3 separate regions of the Mus musculus genome follow, and all the other regions are linked to region 2. Evidence: chromatin contacts called from public HiChIP or PLAC-seq and promoter capture Hi-C data. All regions are on one chromosome and are shown on one strand. The core of a region is the stretch at or near the end of the contact, and the rest is flanking DNA. Distances in the headings are between cores, read along the strand shown. Region 1 holds the start of Dram2 (DNA-damage regulated autophagy modulator 2). Region 2 holds the start of A630076J17Rik (RIKEN cDNA A630076J17 gene). Region 3 holds the start of Gstm5 (glutathione S-transferase, mu 5).

The links. Promoter capture Hi-C pulls out the DNA fragments that hold promoters and counts their contacts. HiChIP or PLAC-seq counts read pairs in DNA pulled down with a chosen protein or histone mark.
Region 1: a contact with region 2 is called in a promoter capture Hi-C map of erythroid cells, with 7 times the contacts expected there. The contact joins the promoter of Dram2 here to the promoter of A630076J17Rik in region 2. A contact is called at or near these places in 2 of 39 promoter capture datasets (erythroid cells and liver).
Region 3: a FOXA1 HiChIP or PLAC-seq map of pancreatic cancer cells shows a contact between it and region 2. The contact joins the promoter of Gstm5 here to the promoter of A630076J17Rik in region 2. A contact is called at or near these places in 2 of 39 promoter capture datasets (embryonic stem cells and hippocampal neurons), 1 of 115 datasets of contacts at active chromatin or transcription factors (pancreatic cancer cells) and 1 of 9 other capture datasets (embryonic stem cells).

The regions. Positions count from the first base shown.
Region 1 is chr3:106,546,286-106,550,306 of GRCm38.p6, reverse strand. It overlaps Dram2 (DNA-damage regulated autophagy modulator 2), which reads right to left and starts at 2,509. Exons shown (of 9, transcript NM_026013.3): 1 at 2,387-2,509. It overlaps Cept1 (choline/ethanolaminephosphotransferase 1), which reads left to right and starts at 2,505. Exons shown (of 9, transcript NM_133869.4): 1 at 2,505-2,627.
Region 2 is chr3:107,228,287-107,232,822 of GRCm38.p6, reverse strand. It overlaps A630076J17Rik (RIKEN cDNA A630076J17 gene), which reads right to left and starts at 2,209. Exons shown (of 3, transcript NM_001256174.1): 1 at 2,069-2,209; 2 at 143-213. The coding sequence starts at 2,081. Prok1 (prokineticin 1) reads left to right here. Exons shown (of 3, transcript NM_001357885.1): 3 at 1-907.
Region 3 is chr3:107,893,326-107,897,282 of GRCm38.p6, reverse strand. It overlaps Gstm5 (glutathione S-transferase, mu 5), which reads right to left and starts at 1,429. Exons shown (of 8, transcript NM_010360.2): 1 at 1,285-1,429; 2 at 910-985; 3 at 593-657. The coding sequence starts at 1,329. It overlaps 4933431E20Rik (RIKEN cDNA 4933431E20 gene), which reads left to right and starts at 1,070. Exons shown (of 3, transcript NR_015459.1): 1 at 1,070-1,640; 2 at 3,055-3,232; 3 at 3,776-3,957.

The sequences.
Region 1 (4,021 bases), core at 1,260-3,759, 680 kb after region 2:
GTCCAGCAGACTCTGCTAGAGAGTTGTTATAGAAGTTAGAGTGACAGCAAGGAAAGACCCTAACATACTGGTGATATACAGTTAATAGTAGTCTTTAATATTATCTGATATTTTTAGATTACATTCAATTTTTTGTTTTATATGTATGGGAGGTAAGGATAGGGGTAGGGGTAGAATGGGGGTTGGGGTGGAGTTAGAGGTGGGTGTATACATGCCCAGGAATCAGTTTTCTCTTTCCACTACATGTGTCCCAGGAAATGAACTCAGGCCATCAGCATTGCTAGTAAATATCTCACATGCTGAGCCATCTCACATATTTTAAGCCATCTAAAAGAATAGCTGTTTCAGTGAGGTTTATTCAAATACTGAGATAACAGATGTTAGGTTCCTTCCTAAGGTGGTCTTTTCATAAGGTGAGAGAGAAACTGTTCTCAAAATGTCAATTTTCACAACTGCCCAAACCGGTTCCCTTTTCAAATCCTGAAATCTATATACAAAGATGATACATTATCATTTCAAACACATGATTTTAAGCAGCACACAAATACTAGCCAATGAACCAACAGTGTCTGTGGCCTGAACACTAGAATGCAGCACTGTGAGCAAAATGTTTCCTTTAAGGACCTAATGCTTGAGATCTTTTATAATAGTGATCTATCAGCGGTAATTTTTAAAAAAAGTTTTAATTGTAGGAAGTCAATTTTCTTATTGTTTGGCACAGCATTTCCCTAACCCCTGGATGTTATCTTTTTTTAAAAAAATCCATAATTAACACTTTCTAATTATTGAGTTTCAGGCAAATTTCAAATTTCTGGGATGTAGTATTCTATGTGAAATATAAGTATAAAATACTATAACAATTCATAAATTGCAGTCATAACTACCCATACATGGCTGCATATAATTTTTTTGAGGTATTAAATACTTGTATGTGTTTAGGCTTTGAAGATTCTAGCTGTTTAAACTGACTGCTTAGAAGCAAGGCAGGGCTTAAAATATTGTTAAGAGTCTTTCGGAGACAAGTGAGAAACCAAAGTAGACAGGAAGAGTAACATGGAAGACTAACAACTGTCCAGTGCCTTCCCCTCCAAAAAGGAAACGTGAGAGCAGTCTCAGACCAACAGGATTACGAGTGTAATGTTTAACTATTTTATGGGTCAAAGCATTCAAGAACCCTTTTAAAGAGTGTTTGCATAGCAAACAAGAGGCCTTAAGTTCAATTTCCAGAACCAAAAAAGAAAGCTTTAAGATGACTTAAAAATATATAAGAAAACTTCACACAACAGTAAGGATATTTAACAAATTTTTTTGCATCTCTTACCCATCTCCTCTGCTTACTTTGAAGCTCCATGAGTCAGAAATCCAGTTACATTTTTTATTTTCATAAGCATTTAAAAGCCACTGGTAATAAAAAGAACCTTTTTAATGTTGTCTCTTCTAAGTGGTAATAACTAAAGAATAACAAAAGTGTAAACTCTGGATGTTCCAAGTGAATGAACAGGTGGCCCCAGGTTTTTTTCAGAGGCGAATAGAAATATCAGGCCACAAACAAAGCATAACAAGGACTATTTTCCTAAATTCTAATATGGCCTCTTGACAAATGTAACATTTTCCAATGGCTAATCTCAAAGCATCTAGTTTCACTGCCAATAAATTAAAATTTGATAACGCAGCCCCGATAGATTAAAAAAATGTTGCATTCGGTATGTAAATTAAAATTGGGAAAGCTGGAAAACTTATTCCTGTCTCAGTGCTTTACAAAGGAAAGCAGCTGTTAGGATTCCCAGGACTTGTGATTTCCTTTCAACTAGGGACCACTCCCTTTGAAACACAATCATGGGGTGGAGACAGAGCTCTGTGTAAACACAAGGTCACCACTGGTCTCAGTTTTGAACTTCCTCAGCCCCAACCAAGTAGAAATAAGGGCACAGGGATGACAAAGGGTATTAGGGCAAAGGTTTCCTTAGTTGATTCAACAAAAGCAACCCCTTGCACACACACTCCTAAGTCTTGTAGTACAAGAGTTTCACTGTCCCTGGCACCAGAAAAATATAAGGGACACCATGCTTGGCACGACGCATCGCTTGGGATGAAGTGGTGGTAGAGGTACTAAAGAAGAGAAAAAGTAGGACGCGGAGACCTCAGCCTAGTTGTCATCTCCCGTGATTCGTGGGTTCCCGGAGCTGGCTCGCGACTCTAGTCGTGGGTGTCACGAAGTTCACGGAACCAGGTGAAGCTACCGAGGTTCGCGTGGCTCGCGCGCCCGTGGGACCAAGGGGGCTCGCGTTGTGCCCTCGCTCTTGGCTTGCGAACCACACTTCGACACAGCACCCAAGTAGAAAACCTGCCGAGCGCCAGGCCAGGCACTTTTCCCCCTCCCACTCACCTTCTTTCCTGTCCCCGACCAGCCAGCTCCAGCCTCAAAGTGCAGAACAGGCCCACTGTAGGAGCCTGGGCGGAGCCCCGGGGCGCGCTCCCGAGTAGCTCGGAGGCGCGCCTCAACCTTTTCTGAGTCCCCCCTCTTTACGGCAATCGTGAAAGTGTCGTGAACGTGCTGCCGCCTATCAGTCACTCAGTCGCCTGGAGTCGGAGTTGCTATTTCTAGGCTTGTGCTTGTTGGGTTCGGGGTAAGGCTGCGGGGGCCCGGCCTAGGGAAGGGGCGGGGATGTTGCGGACGTGGCGGGGCGGTTTTGTCCCGGGAGGAGCGGAGCGAGGGCCGGAGGCTCTGGGCTAGACAGAACTGGGTAGCTGCGGACGGACTAGCTGAAGGGGAACGCCGTCCTTGCTGGCGCTGGGTGGCCTCGCGCGCGGGGTTGTGGGCACGGCGAGGGGCGACGGCCAGTCCCGAAGGCTCCGGAGTCGGAGGTGGAGGGGCGCCTGCGCGGTATGCGAGCCGTGGTCGTGGGAGGGAGCACCCCAGGCTAACCCCCGGTGAGCCGAGGGCTGGGGCGCTGGCTTCGCGGAACCGACCTTGTCTGGCGGGTCCACACCCTCCTGGCCCGGTGTTGCCAAGTCCAAGAACCGTGCAGCATCCTGTGCGGTCTTTGCTGTCCTTTTGGGAGGCGGTTAGTGATGTTTCCTGGCTCGGGCCACGCTTCTTGTTGGGCAACTTTTCTAGAAATTTCAACCCATATTGACAGGCTCAGAGATTGCCAGCTAGAGTTTTATTTCAGTCGCGTTCTTAGAAGGAGATTGCTGGGGTTTTTGCCTGTGTTCCCAGGAATGCTTGGCTGAACCTCAAGCTTTACATTTTACCGAGTTTGAGTTTTCCAGTTTGATGCTTGGCATTTTGATACCAGTTTTTACCAATGTTGTATCATTGCTGTTGAATATATGGCATTGCTAAAACTCTAACTCACCAGGCAACGTCTATTGCAGCAGGAGGCAAATTCATAGTCAGTTTTCAACGAGTATAGGAACTTTGTAAGTTGTTAGAATATTTCCTTTCTACTTTACAACTGTCAGGAATGTGTTCAGAATGTGTGTTGAATTGACTGGCTCAAACACAAGGAAACTGTATAAGACATTTGGAGCATTACCAATTTAAAACTATTGGCATTCGATGAGATTTGAAGCTTCAAAATCATTTTGCTACATATTTAGCCTATGCTGAGAATAACTGAAGTCCCTGTACAGCTGGTCATAAAGACACAACCCTTCCTTTTAAGAAACGAAGTAGGTAAATCTGACTCTCACATTACCAATTACATTTTATTGCATAGCACTTTCTTTTCTAAACTACATTTTGCTTTCTTCTTCTTCTTCTTCTTCTTCTTCTTCTTCTTCTTCTTCTTCTTCTTCTTTTCTTCTTTTCTTCTTTTTTTTATGGTTGGTTGGGTTTTTTTTCTAGACAAAGTTTCACTATGTATCCTTGGCTGTTCTGGTACTTGCTGTGTAGACCAGATCCGCACCAACTCAGGGATCCCCCTGCTTCTCTCTACCTTCTTAGTGCTGGAATCACAGGTGTGCACCACCACCCAGCTATATTTTGCTCTTTAAACTGGCTAGAAATGCTGGTGGT
Region 2 (4,536 bases), core at 960-3,459:
ATTAAAAAGCAAAAAAAAAAAAAAAAAAATCATACCTAGCCATGTAGGTAGAGAGAAGCACATGCTGGCCTAGGGTACACTAATGGTGTCTTCTGGGATGTTTTCCCTGACCAGGGCTGGGCACTGAAAGCAAAGAACTGACCTGGTACGAAAAGCTCCTTTCCATTCCAGATGAGGACAATATGATGTCCAAGCACGGAGTATCACTCAGCGCTGAGAAGACATAAGGCACAGATATGCTTCATAGCACGAGGGGCCCTTGAATCATTAGACAGTGGGAGCTAGTCATAAAAGGTTACATTGGTACAACTCCACTTATGTGAAAACTCCACAACAGGCGAACCCACAGGGGCAGGAAGCAAGTCATAGTTGGTTAGGATTGGGGTGGAGTGAAGGCAGAAAAATGGCGAGGCACTGTAAAGGGACTCAGGCTTCTTTAAGGGTGACAAGAACGTTCTAAAATTAAATTGTGGAGATGGCCGTACAATCTGTCAGCATCGGCAACATTGCTGAAGTGTATGGTTTGTGAGGGCAAATGGTGTGCTATATGGATTACACCACAATGCAGCTATTTTGAAAGTGTTAAAATACACAAAGTTGAAAAGAGGAAGGTTAGCAAAAGTGTCTTCCCCCTCCCCCGACTTCAGGATCCTGAAGGAAGGACTGGGTGCGGTGCGGCAAGAAGACCCTCAGAGTCTCCTGTGGGGAATGGGTGCGCTGGGTGCTGCGAAGTGGCTTGACTTCCCTTCAAACAGGAGGGCGAGGAGAATGGATACCTTATTAACTAAAGCTACATATAGCGTCACGTGACCCAAACCGCATATAGTCAGCCCTCCGGACCCTGGGGCTCTTCATGGGAATTCCACCAACTGTGGATCAAAATATTAAAAAGTGCATCTGCATTGAACATGCGTTGAGCTTGTTCTTATTATTCTCTGAACACCACACATATGGCCGTGGGGCACGGCACTGTGTTCAGTTTTATAAGTAACCTCGGAAGAGTTAAAGCGTGTGAGACGATGAGCACAGGTCCGTGTGATCCCACGATGCTTTCTATAAGGGACCTGAACATCCTCAGATTTTGCTATCCACTGAGGGGTCCTGTGAATTCCAGGGTTGTTGTTGTCTCTTCTCTTGCATACTTGGGATATTCAATTTTCAACCTCGGGCAACAACTCCTTGAATGGAAGTTCTGATTATACATGGGATTAGTAGCACCCAAGTGGCCAGGATGGGGTGCCAGTCTGTTGTGACTGTGGTGTCTTTAAATGAACTCGAGGATTGTTTTTCCCTTCCCTGGAGGGCACTGCCCTGCCCACCTTGGCAGGAGCAGAGAATCTAATATAGAGTTAATGGACACCTAGTCCTGCCTGTATCTCTGAGCTGGTTGTACCCCTGTTAGGATCTTGTCATGCATGGTGAGCACTAGGCAGGAGCGAGGCTGTGATATATGAAGCACACCCTCACTGTCTGCTCCCCAGCTGGGGCTGTTTAGCTCCAGAAGCCCACAGCCACTAGACCACGGAGGCAACGAATTTCAGATGGGTAAGCATGAGCTCCCCCATATGACTTTACCTTCAACATCTGTAAAGAAAGCACCATATGTTCCCACTCCATGTGGCTAGCACTGCTTCAACCTCCCCTAGCTCTCCTGCCTAGCTGAGAATAGCAAAGCGCTTGGGTCTTGGGAAGATCATGTGGCCCATGTCACACAGGGCATGAGACTCAATATCCATTTCCCTTAAAGTCCTCGCTCTCTCCCTCCCCCCTCGCTTTCTCTGTGTGTCTCAGTCACCCTCCCTTCCCCCCCACCACTCTCTCTTTCTCATCTCATCTTATCAGGTACCCTTGGACATCCTGGAACTCATTATGTAGTCCAGATGGGTCTCAAACTTACAGCAATCCTCCTGCCTCTGCCTCTCAAATGCTGGGATTACAAGTGTGACTACTATAGCTGGCTGCCTAGGCAGGGAGATGCATTGAAGGATAAGGAGCTGTGAGCATGCTTCAGGAGCCTCTGAAATTCTGTCACAAAAGCAAAGTCCAAAGGTTAAATAAACAGACATACCTGCAGCTGTCATTTCCTTTGCTCACAGTGCAAGCTGCTGTAGTCTGCATGTCTGATTCCTGACAAGGGGCAGGCTGTCCAGAGCTTAGCATCACAGCCAGCACCAGCTGCTTCCTAGCTTGGGACTTTGGTCGGTTTACTGAACTTTCTGTGTTTCAAGTTCCCCCTTTATTAATGGCACCAGCATCATCACCATCATCATCATCTGCTTCTTGGGGTGGCAGTGAAGATTAAGTGTTAGCGAATGGGAAGTGCTCAGGATATCATCTGCCCTGTGGAAGTGTCACGGGGGTGGTCAGCTACTCATCTTTCATCCTTATGAAGGCATCACAAAGAGTCAGCTTTCAGCTCCTTGGCCCAGCCTCTGGGGGCTTTTGTGCCACACCCCTTACCAAACTTCAGAGCTTGGACGCCTCTCCTTAGTTGGGAAAACCAAACATCTGGGAAGAAAAGCTTTCTGGATGCCTTTCAAAGGCCCCAAATAGTAACTTAACAGCAAGAAACCCCTGTGTGTTCAGTCAATGTTCATTCCTTGCCAAGTTCAAGTTCACACACAGGTTCCTAGAGGCGGAGCCTGATAACAGCTGTGATTAGAAAGAAAAACACACTAACCGTATCTCCCTGAGACCCTGTTAAACTGAGAGGCATCGATCGTGAGTGAGGTACAGTGTTTGCTCTGTCTGGGATCTTAGCACAGAGCTGTCTGCACAGTGGACTCTGGTCTGCCCTGGCTTTCCCCAGACTCTGGGCAGAATAACTGTATCAGGAGCATACATTCCCTGGCATAGGCCTCCCTGGCAGCTTCCAGCTATGTCAAGGGGCACAGGGTGGATTCTGGGGTTACCAGCAGGATTCATTTGCATTTTTCTGGCCCCTCGCCAGCTCTCTAGCTATGACTCCCACATGAGACTTCTGTACCTTTTACCTTCTTAGAAGCCCCACCTCAGCCTGTCAGTCAACCCAACCATTGGAGGAAACTAATTCAACAAATAACGAAAAATTAACACTGCTTTGCAAAGAGAGGTAGCTCCCATTAGCTAACCCTCCAGTCTATGTAGAGTGTGGACTTCATATTGAACAAGTATCATCATGGCTGCCAGCCTAGCTTGTCTTGTCTACCTGGACTGGGCAAGCGGGACAAGATTTTGATTCCCATGTTAAAAAACAAAAACAAAAACAAAACCAAAAAAAAAAACAAAAAAACAAAACCCAAAACACAACCACAGCAGCTGGGTGTGACGATGAATGCCTATGGCCTCAGTGGTGGGGATGCAGAGGCAGGCTGACCCTTGGGGCTAGCTAGCTGGCCAGTCAGCCAAGCTGAATCAGCAAGCTCCAGGTAAGAGTGAGAAATCCTGCTTTGTAAACAAAGCGGAGGCCTGGCGGGACAGGTCAATGAGTAGAGGCGTGTGAATGCATGTCTGATAGCTTGAGTTTACACCTTGGATCCCACAGGATGGTTGGAAGAGAATCAACCCCTGAAAGTCGTTCTCAGACTTCCATGAACACAATAGTGCACACACCACACAGACACACAGACACAGACACACACACACACACATACACACACAGACACAGAGAGACAGAGACAGAGAGAGAAAGAGACAGAGAGAGAAAGAGACAGAGACAGAGAGAGAATAAACAAGATGGAAAGCAACTTTGATACCCAGGTCTTTGCATGCATATTCATGTGTGCGTCCCTGTATAATCGCACAACATTCGAGCACCACAAGAAGTACCAGGGTAGTAAAGAAGACAGGAAGAATGGGGCGTGTTCCTTCCTCCTCCTTGGTGTTTGAGACGTTGATGCTTGAGCTCATGTAGCACAGGCTAGCCTCAAACTCACCATGTGCCCCAGGTTTTCCTTAAACTCACTGTGTAGTCAACAATGACCTTGAACTTCTGACCCTCCTGCCTCTACATCACAAGTGCTGGAATTACAGTGGGCAATATCACATCTGAACTTCTGTTTTGCTTTAATGTTTTAGACTTTGTCCCAGATAGACCCATCCCATCCAGTACTTCTTGTGGCCACCCCCTCCAAGCTGTGCAGTGCCCCATGGGGTCTGTCCATTCAGTTCAGGGTGATGATTGTAATCAAGGCTGTTTTCAATTCCCACAGGGCAGCAAACATTAGCTTCAAAGTACTTACACCAGATATCAGCTACAACATTAGGAGGGAAACAAACATTGTTATCAATTAATGTTGTTAGAGATTAAATATTTGATATTTTAAACACATATACATCTTAGGAAAAAACACTCCTTAATTGATGTAAGTAGGTGGTGGTGAGCAGTTTTTTTCACTGACATGGGGTTATTGAACATCTTCAGGTAAGGATCTAACAGAAGGCAATAGGTGTAGTCTGATGTCAGATTCTCTGGTGTTTGATGGCCCAGCCATATCTGCATGTGAGCCTGGGCCTGTCTTCCACGGCCTCCCTCTCACCTACCCCGTCTTCTAGAGA
Region 3 (3,957 bases), core at 180-2,679, 670 kb before region 2:
AGGGGAAAGTTAATGTGAACCTAGTCCTCCAGGACCGCCACTCCTCTGGAAAAGAGAAGACTTGCAAGGTGTGTGAGAGTAGAAGCCAGGAGAAATAACTAAATAAATAGAAAGTAGCACTGGGTCCTCACCTGACTCTAGACAAGGGTGCTTAATCCTGTGTGTCACTGTGAATGTATGTGTGGCATATAGACGTTTAAAAAGCAAAATGTAAATATTTTATACCTTAAAGTATGTAAAAGTAGGGTGATTATGGATACATTTAAAAAAAAAATAGGTGTTTTAACAACCAGGACACATGAGGATACATTTAGGATACCATGAAAATACCTGGAATCTATCAGTGATAAAGTCACAGACCTGGCTATCAACTCATGTCTCTTATAGCCTGCCTTTAAGAGGAGAATATTAGTGTTTCTCAGACGTTAGTAGGAAATAAAATGTTATTCTCAGTTCTGTTCAATGACCCTTGAATTCTATCCATTCTATAAACGTGAAGAGTCTCTATCTAGATGCTCCCAAGCCAGAGATGAAGTGAAAACAGATACACTTGAAGGCCTTCCCTTCTGCCCACTCCTCCAAAACCACCTACGTTAGGAAAGTCCAGATCTAGCTTGAATTTCACGTCCAGCCATTGGCTTCTATCATAGTCAGGAGCTGTAAGAGAGAAGTGGGACCCAAGCCCGTTACCGACCTAGCTGAGACTTAGACCTGTTATCTCAAGTTCCCAATCCCCAAAAACTAACCCTTGAGTTTCTGCAAAGATGGGCCTGAACAGCAAGAGATAACTCTATGGGCCTCTCTTGGCAAAGTTCCCAGCTTACAGGAGCAGGGGGTCCCACACCATCTTGGTGTGGTACAACCCTCTGGGTAAAAAACAACTGTAGCGCACCCACAGACATTCATTACCTTCCCCACAGATGTACCGTTTCTCCTCATAGCTGGTATCAGTAAACTCCAGAAGCATGCGGATAGCATGAGCCAGCTAAAAGCAGGGGATGGAGAAAGACCCCGGTCAGCGCGCCTGCGCAGTGCCCACTTGCTCGCAGGCCCCCTCCGTCAATGTCCCCAACCCAACGCTGCCAAGCTCCTGCGTCCTGTCCAGGGAAATTGTCCTTAGGCAGCCCCTTCGCTCACGCCCGGGAACTTCCAGTACCTTATTCCTCTACCCACAGTCCTGGGGACCCCATAGGTAGGCTGGAGATCGGCCCACCGGCCCCTGACCCCCGCCCGGCCGCCTGCACCTCTCTGTCCCAGAGGCTGGGCTGGCGAGGGACCACTCACCCCGCGGATATCCCAGTAACCCAGAACCATAGACTTGGATGACATTTTGGGCGATCTTAGCCCCTTCGGGGATACAGCGATGGACTGTGGGCGGCTAACTTTATACTGGACGCTGTGGGCCGGGCTGACGCGACCGAACTGTCTCCTCCTCTCTCGCTCTATGCTCCACCCGCCCTCCGCGTGGTCAGTGGGCGGTGCGCAGGCGCAGCTGCTGCGGCTCCTGAAATCCTCCGGTGTGAACTTCTCCCAGGGCTGTTGATGCTTCATCTACTCTTCTGGCAGTGGGGGCCTGGACCTTAGTTACCCGGGAAGCGTGAGTCATGTTGCACAGTTGAGCTGGCACATAAAACTACGAGGTAGGAAACGATTCAGGTATAAGGTACTTTGGGGATAGAAACATTTTCTATGTAAGATACAAATGGCTCTGTGAAGACTGAGGGAGGCTGGGGACACTAAACAGGTCCACTGTGAAAAAGGATAGGTCATGCACATTGGAAATGCCTCAAAGGACACTCCAGGAAAGAGGAGGGTAGAGCAAACACCGAAAGGTGACAAATAGCTATGCAAGATAAACAGCAGGTGCTGTCGAGTTAGGCTGGTTTATGGGAGGAGTCAAAACATTAAGCATTTGGGGCAGGTTGCAAAGGGTATGGACAGCCAGACAGACAGAGGGTGTGAGTGTTTTCTCTCTGCTCTGTGGGGAGTGTATAGGATCTAGATCATAATGTTCACTAGCAGTATAATGCAAGACAGACATATGATTGTTTTTAAATGGTTTGCTTCTAGTTTTTTTTTTTTTAAGGAGGCAATGAATCCATAGTATACTTACGTAGCCCAATATATACTGTTTCAGAATGTAGTATGAAAATTATTGAGATGTCTTCTATTTTTTTGTTTTAGTACCTTACATTTAAAACACAACTCCACTAAGGGTAACCTCATCTTTTAAAAAAGATTTATTTATTCATTTTATATATGTGAGTATACTGTCGCTCTCTCTCTTCAGTCACACCAGAAGAGGGCATTGGATCCCACTATAGACTGTTGTGAGCCACCTTGTGGTTGCTGGGAATTGAACTCAGGACCTCTGGAAGAGCAGTTGGTGCTCTTAACTGCTGAGTCATCTCTCCAGCCCCAGGTAACCTCATTCTGATGCTCAGGATCCACAAGTTAGTCGGAAAATGATAAGCATATTGTGGAGTAAAACAGCACAAAAGGGGAAAGGCCCCTTGCGGGTGGGACCATCCCTGGGCTGGGTGTCTTGGGTTCTATAAGAGGGCAGGCTGAGCAAGCCAGGGGAAGCAAGCCAGTAAGGAACAGCCCTTCATGGCCTCTTCATCAGCTCCTGCTTCCTGACCTGCTTGAGTTCCAGTCCTGACTTCTTTCAGTGATGAACAGCAATGTGGAAATGTAAGCTGAATAAACCCTTTCCTCCCCAACTGCTTCTTGGTCATGATGTTTGTGCAGGAATAGAAATCCTGACTAAGACACCAGGCCTCCCGGAGCCCCAAGTCTGGGTGTGGGAAATTATGTCTCCCCGTTAGTTTAACTGACTCAAACTTCAGACTTTGTAAAAGGACATTTTTCTAAAATAAAGAAGAAATGGTACAGAGACATGTGACTGTATAATGCCTGGGTTGATTCCTCCCAAGAAAACAAAAGCCAGCAACAAATTAACTTGAGCCACGAGTCTAAAACTTCTAGAGTAGTCTAAGTATTCTACTTGTTTCATGATATATCCCAATTCAGGCTAAATAACTTTGTGATTAGGTGTTCTGCCCAGTTTATAGAACAAGGAATTGAAGCTTGGAGAAGATTGATGGACCACTCAAGTTCCCTGGATGGTCCAGGATGCAGACTGAGGATGGCCTAAAACATTAGTTTTGCTGGCTCCCTGTGCTTGGCTAACTTTAGAGCCTCTTACCTTGCCACAGTCTTTTCTATGAAGGTAGGTGAACACTGGGGTAGAGCACATTTTTTTTCCTAATCCTATAGATTTCCCCTGGTTTTCAGCTTTAAGATGGGCCAAGGCCAATGGGATAGTGGCTCCTTCCATTCGAAGACCTTAACTTTTCTGAATTGGCTACCTTGCCCCTAACAACTCTGAAGGCCTTTCCCTCCCTCTCCCCCCACCCCCTTCCTTTGAGGTAAAAGTTTTGCTTTCATACTCAGTGTTACTGAGGATTTTGTGAGGCCAGGAAGTTGAGAGTGAATGATAGAGTCCATCTGAAAATAAGGTATTTAGCTCGGGATGATGTTACAGTCTTGGATAAATTCAGCCAAAAGAGATTTCCTGGACAATCTTAAGAACCTGTTAGGGGCTCTTGAATCCATGAGAACAGCAAACCTTAACAACAGGGTATCTCAATTGAAGCATAGCTTCTCTTCCATGGAGAAGAATTCATTCCATGAGCTTTGAGCCGGAAGTAAACTATATACACCAATAGAGAGTACAAGCCATAGACAGCCCTAACTCTTCATTTAACCCTAGGACAGAGAGCCAAGGAGTGGACCAACATGCCTGAGTTTACACAGTGGACCTGAGGACCGTCACCTCCCAGTGCAATGTTCCTGTGTACTGCCACTGAAGAGACAGGTGGGAGGGAGCTCAAGGTTGACTTGCCTAACAACCATTGCTTGAAAGACAAAGCTCCCAAGGAGAGCACAAAATAC